Regions from separate parts of the Oryctolagus cuniculus genome. Here region 2 is linked to region 1. The links are chromatin contacts, called in public Hi-C maps. All regions are on one chromosome and are shown on one strand. Each heading gives the region's core, a stretch centred on a gene start, on an enhancer-like site or on the middle of the called end of the contact. The rest is flanking DNA. Distances are from core to core; before and after follow the strand shown. Region 1 has its middle 45 kb from the start of STARD13. Region 2 overlaps STARD13 (StAR related lipid transfer domain containing 13).

Region 1 (2,700 bases), core at 40-2,539:
AAAGTAAAACAGTATATAGGCATCAGACTGGATATAATTACTATTATTACTGTTACTAATATGTATATATATTTATATTTACTACAATGATGGTTCTGGACTTCTTAATTTCAGGGGCTCGGAAAGTGTAGACAATGTTTGATTATAGATCCTTTCAGATTTCTCAAAGTGTTGGAAATATAATTCAATAGGGACTGGTATAGCACAGTGGGTTAGGCTGCCAGTTGCAACATTGACATCCGTTATTGGAGTGCTGCTAGTTTGAGTCCTGGCTGCTTCACTTCCAGTTCAGCTCCCTGCTAATGTGCCTGGGAAAGTGGCAGAAGATGGCCCAAGTACTTGGGCCCCTGCACCCATGTGGAAGACTCAGAAGCTCCTGGCTCCTGGCTTTGGCTTGGCCCAGCCCCAACCATTGTGGCCTTTTGGGGAGTGAGCCAGAGGATGAAAGTGCTCTCCCTCTCTCTCTCTCTCTCTTTCCCTCCCTCTATCTGTAATTGTGTCTTTCAAATAAAAATAAATAAATATTAACCCAGGATAATTCACTTTCATTTTTTTAAAAGATGTATTTATTTACTTGAAAGTCAGAATTATACAGAGAGAGAAAGAGAGAGAGAGAAAGGTCTTCCATCCACTGGTTCACTTCCCCCAGAGAGCCACATCGGCCAGAGCTGCGCCAATCCGAAGCCAGGAGCTTCTTCCGGGTCTCCCAAGTGGGTGCAGGGGCCCAAGGACTTGAGCCATCTTCCACTGCTTTCCCAGGCCATAGCAGAGAGCTGGATCGGAAGTGGAGCAGCCAGGTCTCGAATCGGCACCCCATGGGACGCCGGCACTGCAGGCGGCGGCTTTACCTGCTATGCCACAGCGCTGGCCCCGAGAATTCACTTTCATTTTTTCACTTTCTTTGTGCTAAGGATGCAGATGGAATTTGAGAGCTTGCTAATCTGGTAGTACCTACGCACCAGTTCTTAGATCTGTTGCTGGGCTGATTGCCTACAAATTCATACCTCATTTTCATATCATCAGTTAGGGAAAAAGTTTTCCGGAGAAAATACTCATTTGAATTTTTATTAACACCATTTCCAGGCCCTGTCCAGAATTTTCTAACTCAATAAATTTATGAAGGAGGCCCTGGAATCTGTATTTTCTAAAAGCTTCCCAGGTGGTTTTGTGATCCGATCCCAGGAGGACACCACTGATATTAATCCCAAGTCTTGCTGGGCAGATGTGCAGTCTGGGTCCTATCTGGTCCCAGCCAAGCAGACGAAGGAGGAGAATTCAGCGCCCTGGGCTCTACTCCCTTCAAACTTCTCACTGGGCCCCGGGAGCTGACCAAAGCTTTTCTATTCCTCTCGCATTCAGAGTAAGAAGACTGTTGATTTGTCTTGGAGTAGTTGTTATTGCCTTTCTTGGAAAACCTGATAACCAAGAGAAAGGCTTGGCTGACTTACAATTTATAAATTAAAACCAGTCTGCAGATAGGGAAATAGGCCAGGTGATTCCTTTGTATCTCTTCTATCCTGAACTTCCCAAGTTCCTAGGATTTAACAACAAAAGAAACCCCTTTCTAGAGACTTTCACTTTCCTTTGTTAAGAAGGTTTCCCCTCAAGCCTTCCAGGTAAGGAAGAAATTGACTTTCCTCCTCCTTGGTTCTGCTTAGCGCTCCTTATCTGAAAGGATGGCTACACTGAGAACATTCATATATGCAAAGCCTGTTCCTTCCTGCCTTTGGCACATATTTAACACTTTCAGATGAAACCTACAGATAGCTGAAATGGCCAGGCTGCCACCTAGTTTACCATAAATACAACAGCACCACCTTGTGTTTTGCTTCTAGGAGAATTTTCTTCTTCAGCAGGACAAAAGCTTGGCAGAAAGGTGGTTTAGGGTGTAGGACTAGGCCTCAAATTCCTTCCCCTGGAAAAACTACAGTCATCCTGTGGTGTCCATGGGCAATTGGTGCTGGGACTTTCTGTGGGTACCAAAATCTAAGGATGCTCAAGTCCCTCATTTGCATAGAAACTATAACTCCTGTATATTTTAAATCATTTCCAGATTATATGTAATAACACAAGGTAAATGCTTTGTAAATAGTGTTATGTTGTGTTTAGGAAATAGTGTCTAGAAAAAGAGAGATCTCTACATAGCCCAGGAGCAATCTTTCTTTTTCTGAATATTTTCAGTCTGCATTGTTCGAACCTATAAATGAAGAAGTTGTGGAGAGGGAGGGCTGGTTGTGTCAGCAGCCACTACCACTTCTTAAAAAAAACCATCGGTTCACTATCAGTCAACAATTATCTCCTATCAAACTATATAATTTTTACAATATCAAATGTGGCTGGAAAATGGAAGCACAGAAATAAACATTGATAAAACTTGGGTAAGCACAAGGCTTTACTAAATATCACAGGAGAAAGGTTAGCATCAAATTCTCATTACAAAATGTTGATGCTATTATGATTGAGCATTTTTTTTCTGAAAATTCTTTTGTATTCAGAAAGGTAGCTTTTGAACCATGTATTTGCCTATTAAAGTTTTTTTTTAAATAAAACCTCTGGCAGTTCTATGTGAGCCTGGTTAAAATATTTGTTTTCTCCAAGCAGAGCTGTAGATTCATATGAGGGCAGTCTTCAAAACATTCATGGAAATGCATATTATTTATGGATTTCAAATTTGTACCAAAATAAACTTATCTATTAATT
Region 2 (2,732 bases), core at 56-2,555, 490 kb before region 1:
CCTAGTTCTTCACAGAGGCAGATTGTCTGTAGCTTCTTTGAGAGGAAACAGTTAAACTGACAGTTTCTTCTTTTTAATGACGAATCTATTAAAATAGAAGCCACTCTGAATTCTTGATAAATATTATTGATTAAAAATGAATGAAAGGTGAAGTAACATTATTACCTGAAATTAAAATAGAGCTGATATTATAAAATAAGGACTTTTTAAAACAACTCTGTTCAGTTGACAGCAGAGAGCTGACAACGTGATATTGCTCTTTGTAAGGTCAACCAAGAGTTTGATTTCATCATTGTTCTTATTTTCCTTGCCCCCAAACACACTATTTATATTTAAATTAACTACCCAGTAAAGAACATATTTTTGTGATTACCTAATTTCTATATGGGTCACACCACAGCTTTGTACCCTTGAATAGAAGATTTTTGCAGTTCCAGAACATGACCACTAGAGGCCTGTGAAGAGCTTTTTTTCCCCCCATCATAGTCTCATAACCAGAAAGGTAGAACTAAAACAAATAAGAAATATTGATTAAACATCAGTAAGGCTGAGGTCGAATTGATAGGGAACCCCACATTAGTGCTACCCTCTGGATAAAATAAATAAAATGCAATACTCTTTCAAAAGTACAAGATACCGTATTGTAAAATGTACACAACTAACCTATAACATAAGCAATGTTAAAAGAAGCAGGGTTTTGAAAGCTCCAGCAGCAAGTCCAAAAGGCTACTAGGCCCTGGCAGGCTTTGCCAGGGTGGAAGAATGCACTAAGTGGTGAAGCTGCCGGAATAAAATTGCCAGCAGCCTGCATGTGCTTCTGAGAAAAGCGGCTTCCAGTTCTCCCAATGCATAACAAATACAAAAGGCACACAACTAACAGAAGAGAAGTTCCTGGGTGGGAAAGTAAACAACACAGTAATTTAAGACAGATGGGCTGAGAAGGCTTCCTAAATAGCGACTTGATGGCTGTAAACAAGGGAAGCCAGATGAGATATGGCCAGAACCCTGAGAGGAGGCGGCCAAAAACAGACTTTGGGGTCAAAATTGGAGCAGTTCTCACAGGCAAAGAGGGGGGTTCAAGCAAAACACGTCCCATGTTTGATATGCAAAGACAGCTGTAAGATGGCGCGTGTGAGCACCCGGAAAGTGAAGAGACAAGACCCCCAGTGACAGTCCCCCTGCCATCTTGCAAAATGTAGGACAGGGTTTCATTTCATTGCCTCCTCAACCAAACAAAAACATTGATACCATTAAAACTCTCATCAGTGGCACCGTGCATGCACACGTGTGTGTGTATGTACACACACACACACACACAAACACTACTGCCAGTCTATTTGCAGAAATGGCCTGTTTTCCACTGGGTTTGGTTAATTAGCAATCAGAAAAGAGTTGGAAGGGATTGGAAGAAAGAGCCCTTTGTTTGGAAAACCTGTGAAAATATTCCCCTCCAAAGCTTGTAACTTTCCCTCCAGCTCACCCTGGCCCTGAGGACAAGCCCAGTGCCAGAAGCCTCTGTGACCCACACAGAGCCCACATTCAAAGGCAGTTCTCTTTGTTGTCCCCTAGGAGTTAAGCCTTAATGGGTTTACAATTTGCAGGCTTTTTGGAGAGCGGTTGGGCGGTTGGTGCCTGCTGCCAGAAACAGAGCAGAGACAAACCCCAGTGAGTCCCACAGCTGTTGTGGCTGCCCCGGCTGCACCATCGGAGAGAAGAGCAGTCGCCTGAGGCATTTCAAAGACGTGCAAGAACACAGGGGGACTTTATGAGCCCTGGAAGTGAATTTGCAATTATCGTGAGCAGATGGTCAGTCCACGTGGGGTTGAAGGAGGCGACTGGAGCTGTCGTTCTTCAATGAAAAACAGGCAAATGGTAATTCACTGAGTCTGTGTGTCCTCACATCAGTCCTGTATGGGAAAAGTCAGCAGCTCCGAGTACAATAGAATAGAACATCATCCCCTCTGCTACCAGTTAGCTTCCCTGCCCGGCTCCTGACTTCCAAACCCAAACAATCTCAGCTTGGACAGGAAGAAGTCAGGACGTGCGCATCTTACCTTGGTTAAAAGGCAAAGTGGGTGTGGCCCCTCTGTTGGAAATACGGCAAACACTCATCCTGGCTGGCTGTGTTTCCTGGAGGCGGCTGGCCTGAACACTGTCTCCAACATTACTTTATCCCAGCCCCTTATTTCAGGAAATCTTCGTCTTAAAGCAAGATCCATGGATGCTCGGATGATGTTTAGTGATTTTCAGAGTAGAGATTTCAAAATTTCCTTTTGCAATCTATACCCGCTTTTTTCATCATCCTTCCTTCCGGTCGGGGCTGCTTTTTGATGCATGGAATTCTCTTTTGTTGAAATCTCTGCTGATTTCCTGTTATCTTTACATTGATTCATCAGAGAATCACATTATCCCTTTGAAAACACTGTTTATTTAGTCCATTATGACGCCTAAAGTTGGCCTTTCTCATTTGTACTCAAGTGATTAATGTCTCCAGTTCATGGAAAGTATTCTTAAGTGCCCCTGAAGTACAAAGCATGCCAAAAGACACTGTAGACGATGTATCTCACAGCACAATGTAAGACACTAAGAATCTGCTGAAGGAAGCTGAGACGCAGGGAATAAATTCTAATACCCAGCAAGGACTAAGATAGGGACATAATCAGAATGCTGTAGGAAAAGAGAAAATAATACTTAGTTTCGACTGGAGAGGTTGGGGCAATAATTTTGAAAGA

The links. A called contact is a pair of places that touch in the nucleus more often than the background predicts.
Region 2: a Hi-C map of skin fibroblasts shows a contact between it and region 1, with 2.4 times the contacts expected there. The contact joins two enhancer-like sites. A contact is called at or near these places in 3 of 6 Hi-C or Micro-C datasets (embryonic fibroblasts, skin fibroblasts and an unstated tissue).

What each region holds. Positions count from the first base shown.
Region 1 is chr9:80,506,025-80,508,724 of mOryCun1.1, reverse strand. No RefSeq gene overlaps it. Among named protein-coding and RNA genes, the nearest start is that of STARD13, 45 kb to the left of the region's middle. Within about 2 kb of position 1,289, at least 1 of the 8 cell types and tissues checked has an H3K27ac peak or open chromatin away from gene starts, as enhancers often do.
Region 2 is chr9:80,995,689-80,998,420 of mOryCun1.1, reverse strand. All of the region lies in intron 3 of STARD13 (StAR related lipid transfer domain containing 13), which reads right to left. Among named protein-coding and RNA genes, the nearest start is that of KL, 250 kb to the left of the region's middle. Within about 2 kb of position 1,305, at least 3 of the 8 cell types and tissues checked have an H3K27ac peak or open chromatin away from gene starts, as enhancers often do.